2 separate regions of the Mus musculus genome follow, and region 2 is linked to region 1. Evidence: chromatin contacts called from public promoter capture Hi-C data. All regions are on one chromosome and are shown on one strand. The core of a region is the stretch at or near the end of the contact, and the rest is flanking DNA. Distances in the headings are between cores, read along the strand shown. Region 1 holds the start of H3f4 (H3.4 histone). Region 2 holds the start of Cenpv (centromere protein V).

Evidence for each region. Promoter capture Hi-C pulls out the DNA fragments that hold promoters and counts their contacts.
Region 2: a promoter capture Hi-C map of pre-B cells shows a contact between it and region 1, with 4 times the contacts expected there. The contact joins the promoter of Cenpv here to the promoter of H3f4 in region 1.

Annotation. Positions count from the first base shown.
Region 1 is chr11:58,957,720-58,964,804 of GRCm38.p6, forward strand. It overlaps H3f4 (H3.4 histone), which reads left to right and starts at 3,992. Exons shown (of 1, transcript NM_001318003.2): 1 at 3,992-4,554. The coding sequence starts at 4,093. The coding sequence ends at 4,503. It overlaps Trim17 (tripartite motif-containing 17), which reads left to right and starts at 6,062. Exons shown (of 7, transcript NM_031172.3): 1 at 6,062-6,150.
Region 2 is chr11:62,536,396-62,543,480 of GRCm38.p6, forward strand. It overlaps Cenpv (centromere protein V), which reads right to left and starts at 2,866. Exons shown (of 5, transcript NM_028448.1): 1 at 2,461-2,866. The coding sequence starts at 2,810.

The sequences.
Region 1 (7,085 bases), core at 2,742-5,241:
GAGACAGGGTTCCAGAAGGATGCAGCTTGAGCCAACCTCGGAAATATCTCGGAACAGTGTTTGCAGTGTGTGGGAGCTCTCTGCCTGTCTCCGCAGCATCCCGTGTTCCTCTTCTGGGTGTGGGTCTTTCCTCCAGCCCTGCTTCCCACCTTAGTCTCTGCTCTGTGGGGCTATTTCTTGTGGGCTCACCCACATGTCCAGTAATCTCCCACCTCAACAAAATTCAAAATATACCTAATATGCAGTCCAGCTCCCCTACTCCTGGGCATCTCTCCAGACGAAATGAGATCAGTATGTGGAAGAGACATATGTACTGACATGCTCATTGTGGATACTGTCGCTAGCTAAGATAGCTAAACATGGGACTAACCTCAGTGTCTGTGAAGGAGCAGATCCAAAATGCAGTATATACACAGATAAATATTACATAAGCTTTAAAAAAAAAAAAAAGAACCCAAAATTACATTTGTTGTCACATGGATGAACCTAGAGGACATTTCAGTGTCTTTTGGCATCATAGGAGATTGGTTCTCATCTCTGACCGACCCCCGAGCCTGGGCAGGCACCAAAATCTATGGGTACCCAGGATCCTTATATACAAAGCCATAACATCTGCTTATAACATACAAATGCCCTCAGTGTTTTAGTATGCCACCATAACTCCTTGTAAACAATGCAATGTAACTATAGGGTAAATAGTTGTACTAGGCTGACCAAAAATCATTGTCATGAAGCTCGATGCACATTCAGTAGAGATAACTCAAGAAAGTTGAAGAGCCGGGAGAGGTCAACTGGGAAATCAGTGGGGGTCAGCTGGAAAGTCATGAAAGCGTCTCCAGTAGGCTAATGGGGTGCTTCAAGGACCACAGAGGCTGCACTTTCCATTCTGTCCCTCAAGCTAAATTCTGGGGTTCAGAACAACTGCCAGGCCAGTTGGACTCAGGCTGTGTAGACAGCTAATTTCCTAATATGAATGGCAAAGCGGGATGGATGTGTAGTAGGCAGGGGTCTCAGGCCTCCTTGCTGCACATCCCAGGTTTGGCTGATGACCGTGAACGGCCCTCTTTTCTTGTGATAGCACCAAAACCACCGTTTCCACAAATCCGTAACTCTCCCCAAACTGCATGATAGCACCTGAGGGATATCCCCACCTGCTAAAGGCAGCCTGTTGTCCCCACTGGCATCTGGGTCACATGAAGTTTTCCTCCCTCTCTAAACAGTTCCAACACACACCCATGATTCATCTCAAAAAACGGACAAAATATACCTGTTTTAGTCTTGAGCTGCTACGACCAAAAAAAAAAAAAAAATACACATAAAGAAGTGAGATAGCCATACATTTGATCAGTGAGTTAATATCTAAAACAGCAAAGCCCTATAATTCAATAGCAAACAGCTCGAATTTTAAAGCAAAAGGACCCCAAATAGGAATTACTGTAAAGACACACACGATCTTTGAAATCGCTACAGTTGCTGACCAATCAGACCATAGTGAGGATTCACCTCGCTCCTGTTAGGATAGCTGTCAAAAACGAAACAAACTAAAAACAAAACTCCTCTTCCAGTACTCGCTAAGTTTCTGTTCCTGTTCCTCTTTCCAGTTCCCTACATAGTCGCTTCATTCCTGCTTAGGGATAAACTGCAATGTTGTGATCAGCTCAACTGGCTACCATCGACGTCAAAGAGTGCAGAGGCACATACATTTATGTCTACTGTCACTCGCATGCGTTGAGTATGCCTTGCACATAGTGCTAACTATGTATTTGTTAAGTTAATTTAAAACAAAGGATTTCTTCCCTGTCTAAGCTGGCGATGGGAAGAAATTGCACTCCCATGGCAAGTAGCAGGAAACTGAGAGGGCAACGCTGTCCCACTGTTGTGCTCCCGCCCCCATCTTCCACCCCTAACACTAAACCTTCATTTGATCCTTTCCCACAAGGCATAGGTGCAGATCGAATAATGAATGGGGGAAATTTAATAGGGAAAGAAAACTACAGGCTCCAGAAAGGAAAGAAGATCCTTCTCAGATTTTGAGACGCTGCTCTGCATTACATCCAGCCTTGTATGGTGTGACTTCTCTGGGAAGCTCGGCGCAGTCTAGTTGAAATAAAATAAAAGAAATTAAAAAAAAAAAATTAAGATTACAGCAGTGGCTTCCATAGGTGCAGCGCCCAGCTCGGGAACCAACGCGGTGACAGCTGTAGTCTGGCCTTGCCGAGGTTTGGGGGTGCGGGAGTGTGGGAGCGTGAGCACCGGGGTGTAGAGAAGGTTTCCCGCGTCCTCTGATGGGCACCTCGGCCTTGGGTGCTGGAGAAGCGACGCGCTTTGCCCTCTCCGGCTCCGGAGCATGGGCATGCTCGGGGGCGTTTTCTGATTGGTCAGTCCAAAAGCTCTGACTGATCCAATTGGCTGTGTGAGGTGCAAGATGGACAGCTCCTTCCTCCCTGGCTCCCTCAGAATTTCAAGCCCTGTGTGTGTCGCCGATGTCTCACAGGGTCGTACATTCCCAGAGGCAAGAGTTTCGGTTCTTTCTGAACGTGAAGCTATTTTCCCTGTCACTGTATCCATAAGCTGGCACTAGAGAGTGGCGCGGGCCGGGACGTCCCGGTTCCTGGGCACCACCAATGGACGACCCACGTCCTCCGGTTGGCGTAGCGCCTACCCGCGACCGCACACCGCAGGCACGGGCTCGGGATTCCCCGCTTTGGCGTTCACCGGCGTCAGTTTAAACTACACATACACGTTTGGAAGCAAAACACCATGATTGTCAGTGAGTTCTATTTTTTAACCAAATCCGTAAAGATGCACCACAGTTTGATTTCTATCCTTTTCTGGACTCACGTTTTTTGAAATTATGTGGACGACATTTCTCATCCTCTGACGTGATCTAAATAATCATTATTACTATTGTTTGATACCCTGATTGTGACCTTTGGGGGAATCCTTGAATACAGCCCATGTTATCCTTGAAAGCCTTTGCTTCAGAAATCCTTTTTTTTTTTTTTTTCCTAATTTTCTTTCAGATCTAAAGATGTTTTATTTTGTTTGATAAAGCGTCATTTCAGTGTACTCTAAGCCTCAAAATTATTATCCTTCTGATTCAGCTACCGAGTACTGAAGTTATAAGCATGGACTACTGTTCTTTGAGTCATATCTTCTAGTTTTTTTTTTTTTTTAATTAACGTACGTTAACTGTGCTTAGTAATGGGTTTCATTTTGATAACTTCACACACACACACACACACACACACACACACACACACACACACACACCAGCTCTCCCCTTTTTTTCCTCTTCCCTCTGGTCCCTTTCTCTCTATAAATACCACCCCGACCCCATTTTTATGCTTTTTTTTTTTTTTTTTTTTTAATCTAGCTTCCACATGCTAGAGAACCCATGCCATGCTTTTCTTCCTGCCTGGATCCAGCTTACTTAACACTGTGATCTTGAGTTCTTTCCATTGTTCCAGCAAACGACACAATTTCTTTTCGTTTTTCTCTTTATTTTTTTCCATCTCTACCCCTCCCTATTTTTAAAAAATAGTGTTAATACTATGTAGCCCTGGCTAACCTCAAACACACAGATATCCACCATCCTTTGCCTCCCGAGTCCTGGAATTAAGCTTAACTGCTGAGCTACCTCCAGCCCTCGCCCCCAGGGGCGTCCTCAGACCAGGTGGATGTTTTTTTAGTATTCCAGAACTCAGGAAAACTATGCCTCGTTGTTATATAAAGGAAGCATGCAGAAAGGTTCTAGAAGGTTCTTTGTGTCTTGGGAGTCGAGGCAAGATTGTTTTGTTTTTTTATTTAACAACAACAATAAAAGCTCCAAGAAAGCGACTTGAGTTTTTTCCACAGACCCCGCTGCCCTCCTACCGAGCCGCAACTAACAGTTCCAGAGTCCACACCACTCAGAGAGAATATAAGAGGCAGGGTGTAAAGTCAATCCCCCAATGGACCAATCAGAGTGCAGCATCCCATAATGCCACCTGGTGGGCAGCCAATAGGAATGTAGCTGGGTCTATAAAAGCAGTGCTACTCGCCCCCCACATTGTGCACCTGAGGAGCAAGGGAGGCGGACGATTCAGGAAGATGGCACGCACCAAGCAGACGGCACGGAAGTCGACGGGAGGCAAGGCTCCGCGCAAGCAGCTAGCCACGAAGGTGGCCCGCAAGAGCGCCCCGGCCACCGGGGGCGTGAAGAAGCCGCACCGCTACCACCCTGGCACGGTGGCGCTGCGCGAGATCCGGCGCTACCAGAAGTCCACCGAGCTGCTGATTCGCAAGTTGCCATTCCAGCGCTTGGTGCGTGAGATCGCCCAGGACTTCAAGACCGACCTGCGCTTCCAGAGCTCCGCGGTGATGGCGCTGCAGGAGGCCTGCGAGTCGTACCTCGTGGGGCTGTTCGAAGACACGAACCTGTGCGCTATCCACGCCAAGCGGGTGACCATCATGCCCAAAGACATCCAGTTGGCTCGGCGCATCCGCGGAGAACGGGCTTAGGCTCCCACAGGCACCGCTCATGAACCCAACGGCTCTTTTCAGAGCCACCCACAGAGTCAGAAAAAGTGTCTGTAACGTAGACTTAGGTGTCCTGTCTCCTCAGGAGGTGAAGACAAGGTGGCCGGCAATCGAAGTGTCTCCCCAGATCAGTCTAGAGGGCTTAGCAGCTAATCCTTGCCCATTGAGCTATTTGACTTGCAGCTCCGTCCTATTCTAACCTGCCTTCCCTTGATAGGTATAGTGGCCTGAGCCCTTGTACTACAAGATGATGGTTGTGTTGCTGACTGGTTTTACCAAGTGAAGGTAGCTCCTACCGGCAGTAAACGTGCTATGTTTGCATAGTTGATAGTATCCAAACGCATCTGCTCAGTAACCAAGTTACTTATGTTTTGTGTTTTAAGGCTCATAATGCCTGGTATTAAAAAGGCTAGCTATTCCTGTACTTGAAAAGTTGGCCTTTCTCCTGATGGAAAGCCCAGTGAACTGCCTTTGATTAAAGTTAATTTTGCCCATCTGTTAACGGCGGCAGCAAAAGAGTCAGGAAAGTGTTAACTTACATATTTCCAGGGGACACATCCAGAGAATCCTGTCTTAAACGATTCCTGTAGGGTACGAAAGTCTAGCTGTTGTCTTGACTCAACCTGAGTTGTAAGCAATAGGAACCTCTCTTATCAAAAGGATGTTTTGCGCTGGAGTTTAATTCTCTGAGCCTTGGTTTTTCATACTGTCCAGTACTGTATGACTTCTGAGCCATACAAAAAGGGTGGTGTTCAGAGATGACCGGCATGGAGACTAACCGGCTTGATCAGAAATCAAACTGGGAGGAACCCGAGATGGTTAACTGAACTGCATTAGTGGAGGGCTGAGGGGAATAGCCTGAATAAGCCTGTGAGGTTAACACAGAAAACTTTACCTCTCCTTTGTAGTGGAATCACTCATTAATGCCAATGTTAAATACATAAATTACTCCTAGGGTGTGCATATAATATAAGTATGCAACTGAAGAGTTTTGAAGCCCATTATGTCTCCAAGCCCAGGGATGGGGGAGCAGGGGAGGGCAAGGAGGCAGAGGGGAGGTAGAGGGGGGCAGGATGGGGGGGTGGGTGAGTCTAAAGACTGTTTGTGTAGCCTTGGCTGTCCTGGAACTCCCTCTGGCCTCAAATTCAGAGATGAGCCTGCCTCTGCCTCCGCCTCCCGAGTGCTGAAATTAAAGGCAGGGATCACCACCTCCCAACTTTGAGTTGCTAATTTCTAAATTGCCCCCTTTTCATTTTCCTAGCCTCAATCCATGCAAACCCGACCACATTTTCCCTGCATTCCCCACCTGAGTCTCCACCTAATCTCTTTGCCCTATTGATCTATTTATTGGTCCCACAAATATGGTCTAGCGAAGCCATATTTCTGTCACCGCCCCCTTCTCCCTGGCTCCACCCTAAGCAACGAAGCCCCCGCCTCCTCCCTTCGGTGTAGCAGCCTCAGCCCCGCCCCCGCGGCATCTCTGCCAAGCAACCTGCCTGCGTGAGTTGACGCCACAATGGCCCTCTGCCCCAGCTCCTGGTCTTCCCTAGTGCTGTAGCACAAACCCAGCCTTTCCCCCATGCGGCGCACTTGCCCCTGGCACCTGGCGCAGTGCAAGGCTCCTTCCTTGTGAGTAACCACCGTCCAGAGAATTCGCTCGCTCACTCACTGTCTGGGTCGAGACTAGGGGGTTCCTTCTCCTGTCCCCACCAAAGTCAAACCATAAGCTTCAAACCGTGGACCACTCTGATTACGTGGGTCTCCTGGATGAGCCCTCATTGACCTTAGATGACCCAAGAACCCTGATGTCTGTCTCTGCTCTAGGGAAGCCAGGGCCCTTTGGCCCTGGTTCTGACTAGGTGGTCAGACTAGGTCAGACTAGGTGGTTCTGACTAGGTGGTGAGACTCTTGAGATTGGGTCGGGAGAAGGTAATGCCCTGTGCTCTGCTCATAGAAAGTTCAGATGAAATTAACATGGCAGCCACTCTGGAATATCCGAAGATGCTTGGCTTTCAGGATTCAGAGGAGAGAACAAGATGGGGAGCACTGAGAGTCGACCTCATTCCCAAATTCTCAAAAAGGACCTTGGGAAGCAGAATTAGGGGCAGTTCAGGGTCTCCACCGCCTGCGTTAGCAGGACTTGGACTTGAGGGATGCATGCATGTGTGTTCTTGTGCACGTGTGCATGCTGTATGTGCCTTCAGAGTGCATCCATGTTCACATGCCTGTGTTTGTTGTGGTGTGTAAGTGGGCTTGCACGTTTTCTGTGTGGATGTGTGCATGTGTAGTTACAAACATTTTTACCCATGTGCAAGCTTGTATATGTATCTGCATGTCTACATGCAGGCCCTGTACTTGCGTATGAATGTGCTGGTGTGTCCATGTGTCTATATGGAACCCCTGTATCTGTGTTTTGTTGTATCTTTTCTGCATTGCACCTTAACTGAAAGGATTTCTATTCCTTTCTAAGTTTCTTTGTTTTACCAGGGGTGAGTTAAAGACATAGTTCTGACCCTTGACTATTGCAGCCTTTTGGGTAGAGATGTGGCTCCAGGGCAGACATA
Region 2 (7,085 bases), core at 1,616-4,115, 3.6 Mb after region 1:
ACTAGAGCATAAAAATTTCTAAGAGACAAGCAGGGGTTTTATGGCCTGGCTCCTTCACGCTGACTTTTTGTTCTTAAAATAAAGCCAGGCTCATTCATATATATATATATATATGACATATATATATGTCATATATATATATATATATATATATATATATGACAACCAGGTGCATCTCATAAAAGAGGTTCAGTATTTTCACTGGGAACTGTCTTGAATTTTATGACTGCAAAATAAAATATACCCAGAATTCAGTAAATATGAGGCTATGAGAGAAGTCTGGCACATTTGCTCCCACTCCCAACATTTTTATTTATATGTCAACTAATTAGTTTTCTTTCTTTCTTTCTTTCTTTCTTTCTTTCTTTCTTTCTTTCAATTACAAGCTTAGGACCAAGATAAAAACTTTACCAGCCTTAAGCAGCCACTAGGCAAACAGGCCAAATAATATTCAGTTTTGATTGTAATAAAGATGGTAACAAGTGGCTATGAAAAAGTAAGACAGGTCGCCAAGTTGCCTTCTGCGGGGCAACAAAGGCTCCTCTAACTCCACTCACTCTCCTCACGCTTCCCAAATCCATGGCTTTTCACACAACTGTATACAGTTGGAGCCAGCCCCATAACTCAACAGTAAGATTCAGTGGACATCCTGAAGCCCCTTCCCCAAAAGACTAAATATTCTGGCCAGAAATAAACGAGACAATGTTTCGCTGTGACTTCTGATTAACCACCACAGGGAAAAACAGCAAATAGCCGCTTCAATTTGCCATCTGACTAGAGGCAAAACTGAAAGCTCGCCCAGGTTTCTCTAACAAGTTAACATCTCATTTTCTTCTTCTATATACAATGTTTATTGTAAAAAAAAAAAAAAAAAAAAAAAAAAAAAAGCCAAACAGTTTAATAACACATTGAGAACCCTCCACCCCTGTGATCATCCCACTTAGAGAGCCCGTATTTGCTATCCATTCCTCCAATTTTTTGCGATATTGGAACCAAATGTTAGTGTATTTAACATACGTTTTCTTTGTATAAAAGTTAGCTTAAAAGACCATAGAGTGGATGTAAGCAAGCATACAGCACGCTATTCTGGTGAGTGAAATGCCTCTTTTCCTGCCAATATTTTTAGTATCTTTTTTAAAGATCATTACCATTTTGTTTTAGGGGAAAATATTACCTAAAAATTTTTGCTTTGTGTGTGTGTGTGGGGGGCTTTTTTGTTTCCTTTTGAGACAGGGTGTCAGTGCAGCTCAAGCTGGCCTCAAATTAACTATGTGGTCAAGGATGACCTTGAACTTGTAGATCTTCCTGCCTCCACCTTCCAAGTGCTGGGCTTACACACGTGGACCTCCTTCTCGCTGGCTTGCTTCTGTTTTCCTTTCTCTCTTTCTCTTTCTCTTCGGAGAAAGGATCTATCTCTGTAGCCCAGGCTGCACTTGAAATCACTGTACTCCTCCGCCTCGGCCTCCTGAATGCTAGGATTGTCGGCATGTGCTACTGTGCCCAGCTCTACTGAGTTTTATATAGTATCATTTAGATCTCCCAGTAGCTAGTACACAACAGGTACTCCGTGTTATATTTCATTTTTTTTAAGTTTTAACTGATTTTTGTTTTAATGTTTTAAAGCATTCAATTTATAGCCCAAGGGGATAAAATTGAATAAACGAAACAGATAGAAAGCTAACTAAATACTCCAGTTCTTAGAGGATCCACCAAAACCAAGAGAACTAATTCTGGGACAAAGACAAAAGAGCATCTTGTTGTTATGAAAAGTAGTTCAGGTTGTTAAACAATTGTTGGGTTAACGTTAGTTTTCTTTGTCTTTTATTGTTCTTTTTAATTCATCTGCGAGTGAGGGCTATAAGACAAGGGTACTGGGTTTTTCTCGGAGCACAATGGGTAAAGGAGGAAGGGGTTCACATTACATTTGCCAAAGAGCAGGCATCTGGCCAGAGTAGTCATCAGCTCTTTTCCCCAATAACGGACCTCAGATCTGCTCCTTAGGCCACCAAAGAAGCTGGAAGCACTTCAGAAGCACAGACTGGGGGAGCTGCCAGCCCGGACCGGGGATGAGAACATAACACCTTAACTCCCCATTCCCCCTGCAAGCGCCCGTCCTGGACAACGCTTTGCGCGCCTTTCCCTCCGAGATCAATAACCGCACCCTGCACCCTCCCTCCGGGGAACTGATTAGAACAACCGGCCTTCGCTCCTCGGGTCACTAAATTCTCCACTTCGACCTTTCCTCCCGCCCACTCCCCGAAAGCACGTGCAAAAACGGGTAAAACGGTCTTGGTAGCTGGCAAGCCGGGGGATGTCTGTTTTTTCACCCTGAGGGGCCCTTCCGCGCACTCAGCCCGACACCGTCCGGAGCAGCCCGCCAACGGCTCAGCACTCAGCCCTCGGGTCCCGCCGCCCGTGCGCACCTCGCGTGTGCCGGCCCGCCGCCCCCGACACACTCACAAGGTGTCCAGCAGCAGCTTGGCGGCGCCCTCGAAGCTGAGCCGTTGCCGCTTCTGGAACGTCTCCCAGCGCTCCCGCTGCTCCCCCAGGTCGAGCGCCGACACCGAGGCGGCGGGGGTGACCGCCGGCGGTGGCTCCTCGGCGGCCGCCTCCTGGGCCCGCGGCGGTGGCTTGGGCCGCGGCTTTGCCGACGGCTGCGGACCGACCGCCCCGCCCCCGCCCCCGGCCCCGGCCCTAGTCCTGCTCCGGGAGCGCTGCGCGCGGCTTTCGCCGCCGCTCAAGCCCCCGGTGGCCCCCGAGCGCCGCTGCTCCCGCGGGCCGGTGGCCACGGCACTGCGAGTCCGCCGCATGTCTCCCTCAGCCGGGCTCGCAGGCCTCTCGGCTCTGCGCGCTCCCGCCGGCCGATGCGCGTCCCCGCCTCCGACAACCTGAAGGCCCCGGGGGTGGTGCGCGGCGCTCCGGAACACGCGAGCTAGGGACCCAACTAAGAGACCCTGGCCGTGGGGCCGGCCGAGCGCTGAGGGTCTAACGAGACCGCGCCTGCACCTGCGCTTGCAGGTAGCGGTGCCCGTTTGATCAGCGAAGGAGCTTCCAGCCTCCACTGACTCCAACCACACATTTCTAACTGGGGACCTGGGTCAGGCCTCAGTTCATAAATTCACGGCCACATCAGAGCTGGCACGCTTGGGTGACTTCGTGGTTTCCAAGGTGGTAACACTACCAACTTGGCAGAGGCCATCATGTACCTAATGTGAGCTAACGTAGTATGTAAATTGTCGGATATCTGCTACTGGAAGCATAAATGACAGCTGGAGTCAGTTTGATCAATGGTCAACAGGTTTTTTGGTGGTTTTGCAGAACTGAGAATAGGACCCACAGCTTTGAGAAAGCACTCTTGCACTGAGCCACATTCCCAGCCCTAGATTTTGTTTTCAATTTTAAGTAAATGGATCCAGGATTACATTCCATTCATAAGCTTTTGCAGAATACCGTATTGACGTTTAAAGACAAAAATCCCAAGAACCATCCACTGCGGTATCCCAGATAGTCTCCAAACCCTTTCAGTTGTTCTCACACTTTTAAAGAAACGTTTTCTTTTACTCGTTTTTGGTGCATTTTTCATTTTTCAACTTAGTTCTGTTTTTGTTGATTTTATTACAATATAGAGTCCATTTATTATCTTTAATGATGAAAATATGGGTTTTCCCAAATACAGCTTGATTAATTCATAAATCCTCATTAAGTTTTAACACAAAGTTCTCAATAATTGAAACTTCCTAGATGCATAATTTGTTTTGGTGTTTCCTTTGTGCCCGTATCTTAAATGTACAGATTTGCATGCACCAATTCAGATGTGGCATATCCTAGCCACATCTAGACTATCTCCAAAAAGCAAGCAGAAGTGACCACTGTTTTGTTTTGGCTTTTTCTCACTGTGACTTACTTTCGCCTGTTTTGTGTATTTAGAGACAAGGTCTAACCGTGTAGCCCTGGCTGGCCTGGAACTCACGAATAAGGCTCAGGTTTATCTTAGCTCACTGTGATCTGCCTGCCTCCACCTCCTGATACACATTACAGTTTTAAAAATCTTTATTCAGGAGGAGAGCGAAGTATGCGGGTGCATGGGGAGCAGAAGACAGTCTACACCATGAGTTCTCTTCTTGCACCAAACAAGCTGTCTGGTGACAGGCACCTTTACTTGGCTGCCGGGCTTGTTTGAGTCAGGGCTTCATTCTTTAGCCTAGTCTAGTCCTAGACTCACTAAGTAGCTAAGGCTGGCTTCAAACCTGTACCTATTCTCCAGCCTCAACCTCCCAAGTGCTAGAATCACAGGTGTGATCTACCACACTACTTTAGCCTATCTTTGAATGTCATTTCAAAAATAGCATGTACATTGTTAAATCTAATACTGTTCAACATTTTGGAAATAATTGATATTATATATACACACATATATACATATATGTACATATATAATTTATTGATGTCAATATGATCTATGCGGATTGGCTTTTGTTAATGCAACACAAACAAGGGTCATCAGAGAGGGAACCTTAACTGAAAAAAAAATGCCTCCATCAAATTAGTGGGTAAGTCTGTAGGTCATTTCCTTGATTCATTATTGATCACCATCACCCCTGGGCAGGTGGTCCTGGACTCACTCTATGAGAGCAGGCTGAGCAAGCCTGTAAGCAGTGTTCTTCCTTCATGGCTTCTGAATCAGTTTCTGTCCTGACTGGCACAGCAGTGGGGGAGAAAATTTACATAAGAATATATCACCGTTTATTTTGTGTGTGTGTGTGTGTGTGTGTTGCAAGTGTATGTCAGAGTTCAATGATGGGTGTCTTCATGGTTCTCCACCTTCATCCTGAGGGAGGGTTCCTCACTGAAACGGGAGCTCACACTCTGCCTACACTGGAGGGTCACTGAACTCAAGGAGATGACTTTCCCTAGCAGCTCCACAGTGGGTGGGGCTACAGACTTGTGACCCCAGTGTCCACTTTTATATGGGTGCTAGGAATCCTAACTCAGGGCTTCATGTGTGTGTGGCAGGCTAGCCCCTAGTCCCCTTACATTTATTCTCTTAACTACTTTTGTTTCTAATTTGTACAAATGTGATAAAGCTTGTATTCACTTTTACATTTTTACCCAAGTCTTTTGGTAGATCAGTTTCTCTCCAAACATTCAAAGTGGAATTTCTGGTTCACAGGTTAAGACTGTGTTGTGACCAAGTCTTATGTAGTCAGTGTTGTCTTATTCAACAATCCTCCTGCCTCTACCTGTCACAGATGCTAGGACTACAGGCATGTGCCACCATGCCTAGCGAGCATCATTCTTTTTAAGGAACTATGAAGGTTTTAAGCTGGCCGGCCGGTTTTATGCTCTGCCAGCACTGGATGAGGTCTGCAGTTGCTCCATACCTCACAGAAGTCACACCGCTGGTCTTTTCACTTAGCTTTTCTGAGGCTGTGCCATGACATCACTTCCTTCGGTTTCGCATTTCTCTGTCCTGTAGTAATGCTACCTTTTCATTCGGTTGCTGAACTTTTGGATGGCTTCTGTTTGGGAATCCTTTTGGGGCTAAAGAGTTGGTACGGTACTGCTGTTGTAAAGCTGGGTTCCCAACACATACTTCGGGCAGCTCACAACTGACTGTAACTTGAGGATCTGATGTCTCCTCAACTTCTTGGGCACCTACACTCATGCATGCACATACCCACAGACACAATTAAAAATAAATTGTTTTTAAAAGACAGTCCATTTTTTAAAGTCAGGTTTATGTCTTAGGCTGCTTTCTCTTGCTGTGATAAACACCATGATCAAAAGAAACTTGGGGTGAAAAATGTTTATTTCATCTTACAGCTTACAGTCCATCATTGAGGGAAGTCAGAGAAGGAATTCAAGGCAGGAACCTGGAATTAGGAACTGAAGCAGAGACCATGGATGAATGACTCTCTTGGGTTGCTTTTTATTTTTATACAACCCAGGACCATCTGTCAAGGGCTGCACTCCCCACAATGGGCTGGGCCCTCTCACATCAATCGAGAAGAAAGAAAATACCCAACAGACTTATTGTCTTAGTTACTTTTCTATTGGTGTGGTAAGACACAATGACCAGGACAATTTATACTAGTTCATTGGGAGCTTACAGTTGCAGAAGGTTCAAGTCTATGACCTTCACAGCAGGGAGCATGGTGGCAGGCAGGCAGAGGTGGCACTGGAGCAGTAGCTCAGAGTTCACATCTGGTTCAAAAGCAGCAGCAGACAGAGACGAGACTGGTCCAGGCTTTTGAAACTTCAATGCCCATCCCCAGTGGCCTGGTCTACAGAGTGAGTTCCAGGACAGCCAGGGCTATACAGAGAAACCCTATCTCGAAAAACCAAAAATAAATAAATAAATATATAAACAAACAAAAGACAGGTTACTAGAGGTTAAAGGAAAGGGAATGGGGAGTTATTTAATGGCTTCAGGGTTCCTGTTTTTTGTTTTTCTTGTTTTGAGACAGGGCTTCATTATGAAACTCTGGTTGCCCTGTAGCTCTCTGTGTAAACCAGACTGGCTTCAAACACAGAGAGTCCCACCTGCCTCTGCCTCCTAAAGGAATGAGCCACCACCATTTGACTTAAAAGTTCTGTACTTGGGGCTAGAGAGATGGCTCAGTGGTTAAGAGCACTGGCTGTGTGCTTCCAGAGGTCCTGAGTTCAATTCCCAGCTCCCACATGGTGGCTCACAGCCATCTGTAATGGGATCAGATGCCCTATTCTGGTGTGTCTGAAGATAGCTACAGTGTACTCATATATCTTAAGAAAGTTATATACTTGATGTCAATGCATCCTATAAAACTGGGCATAATTTTGCTTATAATCTCAGCAGTCTGGAGGTAGAGGCTGAAGGAGCAGAAGTTCAAAGTCGTCCTTGGCTATGGAGTGAGTTCAAGGCCAGCCTGGGCTGAAGAAAAGACTTGCTTATGCAAATTTCACATAAAAATTTTTTGTCGGGGCTGGAGAGAGGGCTCCGCAGTTAAGAGCACTGACTGTTCTTATGAAGGTCCTGAGTTCAAATCCCAGCAACCACATGGTGGCTCATGACCATTTGTAACGAAATCTGATGCTCTCTTCTGGAG